Linked DNA regions of Capsicum annuum: all the other regions are linked to region 2. Evidence: chromatin contacts called from public Hi-C data. All regions are on one chromosome and are shown on one strand. The core of a region is the stretch at or near the end of the contact, and the rest is flanking DNA. Distances in the headings are between cores, read along the strand shown. Region 1 holds the start of LOC107852144 (polyadenylate-binding protein-interacting protein 11). Region 2 holds the start of LOC107852146 (probable hydroxyacylglutathione hydrolase 2, chloroplastic). Region 3 holds the start of LOC107873109 (flowering time control protein FPA).

Region 1 (4,051 bases), core at 379-2,878, 400 kb before region 2:
GATTTCTTTTTCCGAAATAAATGGTAGAGAAAGAACAAAAGAAACTCAACTTTAACACTACAAGGACTAAAACCCTCCAATCACTTTTATGCAGAATAACAATTGATCTATATTATTATAGACCCTTGTCGTCCGGCCCTTCCCCAAATTCCACGCGGAGCAGATAGAAAATCCATTGAGAAGTTCACCTGTATCCAAGGTATCTATTCTTACTATAATTCTTTGTTTTAACTGTATCGCACTATGTATCATTTGATAACCCTCAAACTCTTCCATCTTTGTTTCAAATCGAATTTCAAATTGAAGAGATCCAAAGATATTTACAACCAGATAGCTCGCAACAACACAAGTTCCTATATCCACTTTATCTTTCAGGAGTATATTTATGCACTTGCTCATGGGAGCTTTAGTGCACCGGGCTGCCCTTATTATTATAACAATTGGACTATATGAAATGTCCTCCGAGTGATCATCTTACACCTAACAAACTAAAGATAATTCTGATCAGTCACAAGATTAAAAGTGGAGTACCTACCATATCCATATTCCACAGCAACAAACAAAACAAAAACATGATAAACCAGAAAGGAAACGATGTTCAATTGATACCCTTTTGTTGGGATTTCCATTGGCAACTCCTCCTTGGTCAATCTGCATTAGAAAATTGTTAGCATCAAAGCCAAAATGCATTGTGCCGGGTGGAAATGGCACTAGCATGTTGTTATTAGCCAGTGATGGTGGCACAAACTCTTCAGCCTGGGGATTCAATTTGGAAAGCATTTCTTCCAAATCCCTCATCTCCTTCTTAAACCCTTCATCGCCACCATCGCCATCAACCACCCCTCCATTCCTTAAATCAACACCGTTCATTTTCTGATGCTCAATACTGTGATCAACTCCATTACCGTTGACGCAGTGCTGTTGTTGTTGCTGCTGAATTCCATTAGCTTTCTCGGGTTCTTGCTGGAAATTCTGATCATTTGGTACCTTTGACCTCTGCACACCATTCTGTTGTTTCGTTTTCACTGACTGATGATCGACAACCACAACAACATCTTTCTGCACAATTCTGTCAACAACGTTAATAGCAGCATTCTCAACCACAGCCATGATGGTTCAGGTTCAACAAAACTCTATCTGACACTGTCAAATAATGCTCCTTTTTTGTCCTTTTCTTGTACCCTTTTCTGTCTAAACCCCAAAAACAAAAATAAACAAAACAAATAAATAAAGATGATACCTTTATTATTTCAAGAAGATCAAGCTGGGTATTTGAATTTATTATTAAATCAGGAAATATATTAAAGGGAAAGAAGGAAATTAATCGTACCCTTTCTAAATGACATCCATTGATAAGAAAAAACAGTAATTCCAAGATCGTCAGCTGAAGAATGAAAAATCAAGATTCTTTTTTTTCTTTGTTGGAGTGTGTGTAGTGTAATTTTTACTGAGTCTGAAGAGAGAGAAAAGATATGAAATAATTGTACTAACTCCACTAGTTTATAGCAAGAGAGAGAGGAGAGAAGAGAAGAGAAGAGGAGAGAAGTGGATACTTCGGATCGTCCGTTTTGCTCCACTTCCTTTTGGACTTTCTTGCACTTACGTTCCGAATAAATAAAAATTGATTTAGGAATAAGGTGGCTTAAAGAACGTATTAATAGAAAATCTTATCAATTAGCATATTAAATGTCAATAAGATATATTAAGTGTATTAAAGAAATACAACGTTAATATTATAGAGAATTTGCTTATAAACATCAACTTGTAAAAATACAGAAATAATTTGTAGAAAGACTAGAGTTGTTAAATAAAGAAATAATAAACTTAGAAATAGATATTCTAAACTTTAAAGAAACAGACGAAATAATTACCATAACATCTAATTATTATAAAAAAGCATTAATTAGTGAAAAATCTAGGCTGATAGAAAATATACAAGAAGTAGAATTAGATATAACCTATACTAATAGTAGATTGAAATATCAAACTAAGCTAAGTAAAAAATACTTTAACTTAAACCACTTAGGATAACAAGATAACTTCTTTAAAACGCCTCGATTACTTAAATCTTAGATTTTAACCAAAAAAAAAATATAGAGTGTTAAAAGATAATTTCACTCTAAGGTGTAATTTCAACCAGGGTGAATATATTTTACATTCAGAAGATAAACAATATAATACAATAATAGATTTTTTAATAAATTCAAGCAAAAAAATTCAGAAAAAAGATAATAGTATAATAAGAATTTTAGAAGAAATTGAAGTTACTTAGAATAAACATAAAAAGATACTAGATAAGATAGAACAAAATTTAGATTATTTAAAGTCACAAGAAATAGAAATAGACAGAAAAATTCAGTATTTAAATCACAAATTTAATTTAGAGAAAATACCTACAAAATTAAAAATTGAAAAGCTAATAAAAACTATAATAGAAAGACCTAAAGAATTAGAAGTAAAAACAACTCAATTAATATCTAAGCTTATAGAACAAGTAGAAAATATAACAATAGAAATCAAAGATTTGCAAGAAATAACAAAAAGATTAGAAGAAATATCACTTTCATGAGTGAAGAAGATATAAATTATAGTAAAGCATTAGAAAAATCAAAAAGTTATCATAGCGAACCAGAAGGATTATCTAAGCATATACCTTCAAGTATAACAGATAAAATTTTATTAAAACAAAATAATACCATAATAGAGTTATTATTAGACTTACACAAAAAGATAGACATTTTAATTAAAGGCAAAGAAACTCAAAAACCTTTTCAGGAAGAACCGGAATTATCTGAACTACATAAGAAAATAGACATCCTAATAAAAACTAAAGAAGCTCAAGAGCCACCAAAAAATAACTTTGAAATAGAAGAACTTATTAACCAGTTAAAACGAATTGAATTAACTCCTAAACAAGAAAGAAAAAATATAATAAGAAAACCACAAAAATAGACTTTCTATCAGATAGACGGAGAACCATCGAGAATAATGAAAGACAAGGAGAAGAAAGACAAAGAATAAGTTTTTCGAAAAATAGAGTAGGACGTAATAATATATTATTCAGAATATGCCGAAGACAACCTAATATGGAGCAGAACCAAGAACTTAACGAAATAATAGATGTAGATAAAGATTTACAAATTTTCCAACAACATCAATTAAAATTATTAAATCTTAAAACATTATATAACGCAGGATATTTTTCTACAGACAATCAGCTATATAGATCTTATAGAGAAGAACAAATATCAGCTATAGGAGAAGATTTTAAAATACTAGATTTAGTAAATGCTAACTCTTTAAGACATATAAAAAATAATAAAATGATATTGATGCATATGGGTTTAATTGTTATAGGAATAAAAGGTCTAACTAGAAAAAATCTAGGATCCAAAGTATTAATAACAATATATGATGATAGATGGTCAGATATTAGAAAATCAATAATAGGATTAGCTGAAGTAGATATGACAAATAATGGAGGAATATTCTATATAAGTCCAGATTTCTTAATGAACTTAAAAGAATTTGGAAAAAACATTAAAATAGGAATTCAAATAAAGGGTACGAAGAAATGAATAGTGGAAATAATTTATTAATGTGCATAGGGTTTATTGGAAAATTGACCTTAAGTAGTAATACTAAATTTAAACTAAAGGTAAATGATGTAGTTGAAATAATGGGAAATAAAGGCATAAGTTTAATAAAACCAATAAAATATGCAGGTTTAGAATGAAATTTAAACAAATTTACTAAACCAAAAATTCTCACACCAGACTCTCATCTATTATATACTACAAGTAAAGGAGAAACTTCAGTCAGGTTTACAGATTATAATTACACAATCAAAAGAAATTTAGATGATGACGAAATAGAGAGTAATATAGAAACAGAAAGCGAGTTTATGAATATAGAAGTCCTACAAGAAGGATATGAAGTAGACATGGTCATAGAAAAAGCTGAAAACTTAGCAGAAGAATATAAATATATAACTTTTAAATGTAAAGGATGTCAAAAGGGCGAAATGAAAAATAGAAGAATGTATAAAACA
Region 2 (4,570 bases), core at 1,469-3,968:
AACATGTCATGTGAAAAGTTAAAATTTAAAAGTTGTTAAAAATGAAAAGGGTCATTCTTTTTTAAACGAATTAAAAAGAAAAGTAGGACATTCTTTTTTAAACGGAGGGAGTACATTTTTTCTTAAATAGTTATCACTATTTTTGTCTATATACATCAAATTGTCTTGCCACCATTGGCAAGTGCACTCACCGTGCGAGATGACTTTATGCCACATAGTGCACACCATTCACCGAACAAAATTATGATTAATTTGGTAGGATTTGAATCAGGTAGTTTTAATCGAATCTGAATTGGACTTAACATTTTAATTAATTTAATTTCGATCAATAGAAAATTATCACACATTTAATAAAAAATTTAATTATGATTTTAAAAAATCGTTAGTTGCAAGAATATTTTTGGGCCATAGAGGTGGATGTAGGGATATTTCTGGCCCAATAGGTTAACGGAGGATATTTTTGAACCAATTTCAATACTTGAAAGATATTTCAGACCATTTATGAATTTTTAATTATGATTTAAAAAAGGGCAAAAAAAATACCCCTCTATTTTGATTAATTGGCTAAGTTTACCCTTCGTTATACTTTGTGGCTATTTATACCCTTGCTGTCACGAAAGTTAACACATCTACCCTTAAAACTAACAGTGTGCCTCAAATTAATCAAAATTAACTGATTTCAATTTTAACCTGACCCGATTCACAAACCATCGACCCAACACCGTTCAATTTAACCCTTTTTTTGTCATATTTCTTTCTTTCCCTTCCTTCTCCATCTCCTCCACATTTGAAAGGAAAATACAAAGCTAAATGCAAGAAAAAAAAAACAAAAAAACAGCAACAAAGTCCATGGATGATGATCTCAATATGGAGTTCCTTTGATGCTCTCTCTGATGAGATTTTTGTAAGACCATCGCTTCTCCATCATTTACATCTTCAATAGCTAGCGTGAAAGTCGATAGCCACTGTCTAGTTCATCAGCTGGTATGTGAAGAAGGTCGGAGAGCCACCGCCACCGCCATCATCACTTCAAAATCATTGGCACATCCGCAAAAAAGGTAGAGGTTTGCATTGGAATTCGACGGCGTCCATGTTTATCAACACTGTATTGATATTGATATTGATATTGATATCGATATTGATATTGATATTGATACAATATTAAGTCCATTTGAGGTTTGCATTGTATTTTCCTTCCATGGTTGGTCATTTGCATTGTATTCTTTGAAAGTTAAAAAAAAAAAAAAATGGAGGTGAAGAAGGGAAGAGAAATATGATGGAAAAGGGTTAAATTAGACGGTATTGAGTCGGTAGTTTGTGAATCGGGTCAGGTTAAAATTGAAATCAGTTAATTTTGATCAATTTGGGACACACCGTTAGTTTTGAGGGTATATGTGTTAACTTTCGTGACAACAAGGGTATAAATGACCATAAAGTATAACGAAGGGCAAACTTAACCAATTAATCAAAACCCTTTTTCCTTTAAAAAATTGTTAGTTGCAAGGGGTATTTTTGAGCCATAAAGGTAGGTGAAGGGGTATTTTTGAACTAATTTCAATACTTGAAGGATATTTTTGACCCAAAAGATTAATGAATGATATTTTAAAACTAATTTCAATACTTGAACGGTATTTCTGACCTCTTTTCTTCTTTTATTCATCGCCAGTCTTAATGTGACTTGCACTTACTATAGAAAACATATCATATTCTATTATCCCTTTTTTGTGATAATTAAGGAGTAGTAATAAAGTATTATAGAAGTGAGTAATAGCCTGTTTGACGTTGCTTTTTTCTAAAAAAAAGCATTTTTTTTGATTTTTTTTTTTTTAAAAAAGATAAGTGTTTGGTAAACTTGTAAAAGTGCAGAAACAGATTTTCTGTTTTTGGAAAAAAGCAAAAAATTTATGTTTTAAAAAAAAAAAAACAGAAACAGAAGTAGAAAATTATTTTTTATGACAATAATATCCTTATCACTTATACACATGCGCGCGCACACACACACATATACATTATTAATTAATTAACATGTCTTATAAGTTCTATTTTAAAATTTTATACTTCATATTTACATCATAATTTTTTATTTTATTTTCTTTGAATAAAATTTAAAATATCATTAATGAAGATGATCAAAGAATATATAACTCTTTATTTATATTATTATGATAGTAAATATCAGACGAATCACGTTGATCAAATGATATTTTGGCAACACTTGTAAATATTTTCTCGAATATTTAATTTTAATTATCATAAAAGGTGACATATTTGTTATTATGTGAAGATTTTTTTATATACAGTGATTTAATTTATGAAATAATTTTTAAATTCATTCTTATTTGATGTTTTTAGGCAATATTTAAATTATTTAAGTAATATATCATTATTTAATTTTTTGAACGTTTCTACCTATATAAATATTGATTGAAATTTTATAGTAAGTACTTTTAATTAAATAAAAATAAAAGTTTAATTAAAAATACTATAATAAATATTTTCTGTAAAATAATTTTAATAATAAAAATTTATTGATGCACGTCCTTTTTAATCATTTGTCTCTCAAAATTTTTTCTTAAAAAATATTATTCAAATACAATTTATTTATTAAAATTATTTTTCAAATAAATTTACTAAATATATTTTTTTAAAAAATATTTTTTAAAAAAATTATTTTATAAAAGTATTTATTAAATAAGCAATTCTCCAACGGTAGTACCAAGCAACCTCTAGATAATAAAGTCTGAAAACAACCTGCGTGTGAAAGCGTGTGCCAACCCAACCAACCCCCCACCCCTCCACACTATTGCATTCCTTCCTCTACACACCTCTTTCTTTACATGCCAAATTATGCAAACCTTTTATAGAATTGCACCTTCAGCCATGGCTTCCTTCCCTTGTTCTAAGGTTTACTTCCCTTCTCCCCTTTTCTATACTTATTCTTACTCTAATACTCTCAATTATACTATATAAATTTGTTCATAGTTTGGGGGACTATGTTTTTTTTTTCCTTAATAAAATTTGTATGTTTGTGAATTTGATGTGAAGTGTTCATCAACTGTTTAATTTAAGCACCGATAGATGTGTGAATTTGTTGAGTTATTAATTATACAATCAACATCTTTTTCACTGCTTAATTAGCTTTCGATAATTTCTATGTTGTTTTGATAATTAGTATGTTAGGTCTTGATTTTGAAGGATTGTTTTTTTCTAAGTTGTGTATTAATTTTATCTGAACTCAGTTAATGCAATTCATAACTAGGGTTTTAATTAAAAAGGGACACATTTTATTGCACGTGGTGCTTTAATTAGTTCATTTTTTTGGTTGCATTTTGGACTTAGTTGTATTTGTTGGTTTTGTTAGTCCCGGACAGGGGTTTGTGTATGGCCTGGCATGAGGCAACTTTCTCTTAGGAAGAATCTCCTCTATGGGTTTATGCAGCTCTTTTCAATGCCATTCAAGACCATACGTGGTGTTAGTCGAACACTTGGTGTTTCTAAACTCTGTAGCATCACCAGTACCTCTTCAACTTTGCAAATCGAACTGGTGAGTCCATTGTAACTTGCATTTTAGGCGCCTATGTATACAGCAATTTTTGACTTCATTTTAATAGTGTCATCTGTTTCTTGATTTCAACTTTGGGTACATCCAATCACTCCTATTAATGTGTCATTTGTTGCTTGATTTCACCTATCAGTGGCTTTGGAAAATCATTGAATGTCTTTTTTTCTTATGTAAATTATCTTGAATGAGTGATTGGGATAGGAATAACTGATTCCCGAGGATTTAAAATTGTTCAAGCAGATCAGAAAGAAAGAGCATCTTATTTCGGCAATGAGAAAAATTGTTTGCTTTATATGAAGACGCCTTTGTGTGACTGGGTGGCTTTGCAATGTGGTATTAATCTTCCTTTGTGTTTCTAAAATTTGGCCTAGTACCCTGGAATCACAGTAATTAATGATAGTTAGCTGTTACAGTTAATACACACTGTGTCCTAATCATCCTGGGGATTTTTGTGCATTTCATTGACTTGTCGAAGGTCTAGATCTTGCCTAGTTGGACAAAAAAGGGATTATGTTGCCTCATGTAGAGCATTTCAAAAGGACTTTACTGTATGACATTTCATATAGTTATTCAAAACAGAATAATCTGGTTTCCCCCACTATTTCTGAATTAACTGCTGCACAACCGTAACTATTTGTATACTATAGGAATAAATAGGAGAACCTGGGTAGTTGTCCCGCATGCTCTAATGTGGGCTGTAGCTTATTCCAGCTTCATTATTATTTAGTTGACTTTTGGAGCGCTCATGACATTCGAACTTGTATGTGCAATCTGATGAAATTTTTGACTAGCAATTCCTTTATTCAATGCCTTGTATTCTCTGGTTTGCAGATCTGCTCTCTTTTTCTACTGGAGAACATCCTTTTTGTCTAAATTTTACTATAGATAGGCAAAATGCTCCTTCACTGTTACCTCTCTCAACAAATTAAAAGGCAAAATGCCCGTATATTAGTGTTGTTAGTACATGATCAAATAAGTCTCAGCTCAAAAAATGGTACTATGCTACTT
Region 3 (4,254 bases), core at 698-3,197, 260 kb after region 2:
TCTTAATAGTAACAAATACAATTTCATATCTTAACAGTAAAAAAAATACAACTCCATATATATACATATAACTGAACAACACAAAATACATACTACATATCTTAAATAATTAAAAAATATTACAAATATATATGTTACCAACTGAAAAACAAATATAAGCATAATCATATGTATATTAAAAAATACACATACCTGCAGATGACCCATAATCTATAAAAATACAAATATCTTTATCACTTTTTCTTCTTTAGATTCATATTCAAATGAATTTTGTTCAATAGGACTTATAATTTTACTTGATTCTCCTATTTCGCTTGACTTTTTTTTTCACATATTTTTGCATTTTTTGAATTTTGAAGATGAAGGTTTTCTCAATCCTTTTCGCTTCATAATTTCCGCAATCTTCTTTGGATTGTTATAATGCTTCAATCTCCTCTTCTATGCTCATTTCTCTCTTTGACTGAATAGGCGTAGAAATCAGTTTAAGATCTTCATCTTGTATTAAATCAAGACTAAATGATGGTGGATTATTAGAAACTAAATTCAGAGGTGGTATACCTCTATTTGAACTTCTATAATATGTGTGTTCTGCCATTATAACAGACTTCCACACTCTTTCAACAAAAAGATTCACAAACACCCCCCTCCCCCCGGGCCAAAAAAAAAAGAAGAAAGAACAATGGTTGAATAAAATAATATAAAATATATAAAATATATAAATTATATGAAAGAGATAACATGCAATCACTGTAAATATCAATTTATCTTATTTGATGGAGCACAATATTTATCAACAATTTGAGGAAAATAGGAAAAAAAAAAAAGTAGAAGATAAGTTACATTGGAGAAAAGTGAAATAATGGAATGAAAATAGGAAAAGGTAAAGTATGTGGAGTGAAACAGCGCCTGTGTAGTTAATGAACAAAAAAATGATAATTTTGTTATAAAATGTAAGTTTGTAAAGGTGTTGTTATTTATTGTAATTATAGTCTTAGTATTGTTACTTTCTACAATTTTTCTTTCAATAATTGAAGGATATTTCTAGCCCAATAGGTTAACAAATGATATTTTTGAATCAATTTCAATATTTGAAGGATGTTTTTGACTTTTTTCGTCATATAATAAATAAATAAAATAATTAAATGACTTTTTTTTAATATCTTACCATATATTCTTTACTTATCAATTATTTTAGGATTTTATAATTTTTGAAATATGTTTATTCTACCCTATAATTTAGATGCAAATGTAGATAGATTATTACTCCCTCCGTCCCAAATTTTTTAATTTAATTTTCCATTTTTCATAATTTTTTTTTATTAATCAAGAAAAGATAATTTTTTTTTTATGTTTTATATTTTGCATTAATTATTTTTTCTTCAGATTAAAATATAAACATCATTTAATAGGGACACTATGGTAAACTAGCCATGTTATTAATTATTTTTTTATTTAATGTGTCATCTCAATTTAAAATGGGTAATTTGGGACGATTTTAGGCGGGCTAGAGATAAACCAAAGAAATATTGGAGGGACATGATCAGGCATGATATATAGCAATTACAGCTTACAGAGAATATGTCCCTTGATAGGAAGGTGTGGAGGACGCGAATTAGGGGTTAGGGGTGGGAGTGCGGCAATAGTAATAGAGGAGTGCTTCTTTGGATCTGAAATTTCTGGTTCGTAGTATTAGGCTGTAGTTGTTGGATTACTGGTGTTGACTTTTTTTCATCCCATACTAATTTATTATGCACTTATCTTTTATATTTGTTATAATATTAGTTTATTTTATGTACTATACTAGTTTGTATCCATTTATTTTTTATATTTATTATACTATTATTAATTCTAAGCTGAGGATCTATTGAAAATAACCTCTATCAAAAATAACCTTTCTATTTTATTTAAAATAGTGGCATGATGTGCATGTGCTCTACCTCCGAGGACCCATTAGGTTGGAATACATTAGGGTTGTTGTATGCATACAACCGAAGCTCATGTGACCACACCTATAACTTTTGGATTTACATCGACCTCTCCAATTCTTCCAATCCTCTTTCCATTCGCCGCCTCATTTTCTCCTTCTCGTAATTGTACTAAACGCCCATTTACAAATTCGCAATCATCAATTTATCTCCTCGATTTAATAGTTCTTTTTCTTGGTTTCGCTTTTCGTGTTTGATTAGTAATTTTCTAGGGTTTGAATTATGGCGCCGCCAGGAGAAACGCCGTCGAACAATCTATGGGTTGGTAATTTAGCCCCTGACGTTACCGATGCCGATCTAACTTCTTTGTTCCAGAAGTACGGCCCGCTTGATAGCGTAACCTCATATTCCTCTCGCGGATTCGGTTTTCTGTATTTCAAAAACATCAATGATTCTAAGGAGGCTAAAGATGCACTACAAGGATCCTTCTTTCATGGCAATGCACTTAGGATCGAATACGCTAAGCCGGTTTGTGTTTTTGTTTTTCTGTTTCTTCGTTGTTTGATTCGGATCGATTTTTGTTGTTGTTGTTCTTTATTCGTTAATTGTTTGTTGATTATTGTTAGTGAAATTGTCAATTGGTGTGTTTTCCAATCCAATCATCTAGAGGAAGAACTTGCCTTTTTCAGCACACTCAAAATCGAAAGAAAGCATTAAAAAACCAGACAAACGAAATCTGCTAGATAATATATAAAATAGAAAAAAAAATATAGATGAAATTAGTTGGAAAGAAAAAATATGGATTTCTGTTGTTTCTTCATCAATTATTTGTTGATTATTGTTAGTAAATTGTCAACACTCTGTTTTTTATGTACTCAAAATCAAAGCAAAATACCTGAAAAAAATAAAAAGATAATCTTATCAAAATCAAAGCAAAATATAAAAATACCAAGCAAACGAGATCTGCGAGATAATTAGTAGATTTGTAGAAAATAGAAAAAAAAGAGATAAAATTAATTTCTTTTTTAGATAGTAAATAAAAGAATAAACAGATGGAGAATTGTGCCGCGATTTGGATCGAATGCAATGAACAAAGTGAACCAATGTATAATTATCGTTTCCATAAATTTTTACATTAAAATCTTGCAATTTTTATGCGTCTGGAATTCGATTCCTTTGCAAGATCTATGCGTCTCGATTCCTTTGCAAGATCTATGCTTCTGGTATTAATTCCTTTCCAACCGATTGGCAGATCTATTTGTTGAAGAGGAATAATAATCAGATACGAATGTGATTGGTATATTGTACTTGTTAATTGAACACAATCGACTCAATGGACAAGGCAATTAACTTTTCTTGTGATTTGAAGAAGTGGCTGCACTGGTTAAAGGTGTTAATTGAGATCTGAGATATGAAAAATAGTACAAAAAGGTCTTCTTCAAATATTAAGTTGCCCCTTTTTCAGATTTTCAAAGCTTAAGCACGTTGAAATTTAGACTTCAAAACGTGCTCAAATTTCCAGTCTTTGTGCGGATTTTAGGCTTACATCGAATATTGTTTTGGCAATGGTTAACCAAAAAGAATAAATCAATTCTAGAAGAGCATTTTTCTTGAACGGTACCGAGCGCTACAAATATCCAAGAACACGAGCACGTTCTGCAAATAAAAATAGGCACTGTTGTTGTTTAAAACTGGATGCCATCCAATTAATCCCTGTTTGCTCCTACCCACCAAAAGCAATAACCATTGCGATGTGAGTTTCACCCACTTTCACTGCATGTTATAGATTTTTATCTCCTTTCCAACTGATGGGGACTTAAGTCCAAGTCCTTCCTCGAATGTTCAAAATTTTAATCAACGTTGGGAGGTGTAGTTGTGTACAATGAATGCTAATTTTAGTTGAACAGTTGTTTAGGCATATGGGCAACGGAATTGCATATAATTTTTATACAGTTTTCTTCTAGCGAATATTGGTTACTTGTTAAAAGTTCTGTAAATTGACAAACATCATAAGAAATGCCTTCATGTCCGAAAGTTCCGTACAGTTCAGACAATTTTCACTAAAAAATGCAATAAAAATGTCATGTCCCCGTAACCCACCAAAAAAAAAAGAAAAGAATCAAAGAGAGAACAATGTGCAGTTGATATCTAGGCGTTATTTGTAAACTTCCATGAAAAATAATTATTGGGTAAGAATTCCTGGAAATGAAGTTCTGGAGATCCCTTACAGTTCCCAAAGTATGATTAAGACTTAATTATATTTTCTGGAAATGACCCTGTTTTATAACCTAATTGGAGATCCTTGCTTCGAAATAAAAGAGAACCAGTC

The links. A called contact is a pair of places that touch in the nucleus more often than the background predicts.
Region 1: a contact with region 2 is called in a Hi-C map of placenta, with 3 times the contacts expected there. The contact joins the promoter of LOC107852144 here to the promoter of LOC107852146 in region 2. A contact is called at or near these places in 2 of 5 Hi-C or Micro-C datasets (bud and placenta).
Region 3: a Hi-C map of bud shows a contact between it and region 2, with 2.5 times the contacts expected there. The contact joins the promoter of LOC107873109 here to the promoter of LOC107852146 in region 2. A contact is called at or near these places in 3 of 5 Hi-C or Micro-C datasets (bud, leaf and placenta).

Annotation. Positions count from the first base shown.
Region 1 is chr6:150,316,159-150,320,209 of UCD10Xv1.1, reverse strand. It overlaps LOC107852144 (polyadenylate-binding protein-interacting protein 11), which reads right to left and starts at 1,628. Exons shown (of 11, transcript XM_016697199.2): 1 at 1,331-1,628; 2 at 610-1,191. The coding sequence starts at 1,110.
Region 2 is chr6:149,912,092-149,916,661 of UCD10Xv1.1, reverse strand. It overlaps LOC107852146 (probable hydroxyacylglutathione hydrolase 2, chloroplastic), which reads left to right and starts at 2,718. Exons shown (of 8, transcript XM_016697201.2): 1 at 2,718-2,904; 2 at 3,362-3,544. The coding sequence starts at 2,848.
Region 3 is chr6:149,649,588-149,653,841 of UCD10Xv1.1, reverse strand. It overlaps LOC107873109 (flowering time control protein FPA), which reads left to right and starts at 1,947. Exons shown (of 6, transcript XM_016719838.2): 1 at 1,947-2,453. The coding sequence starts at 2,208.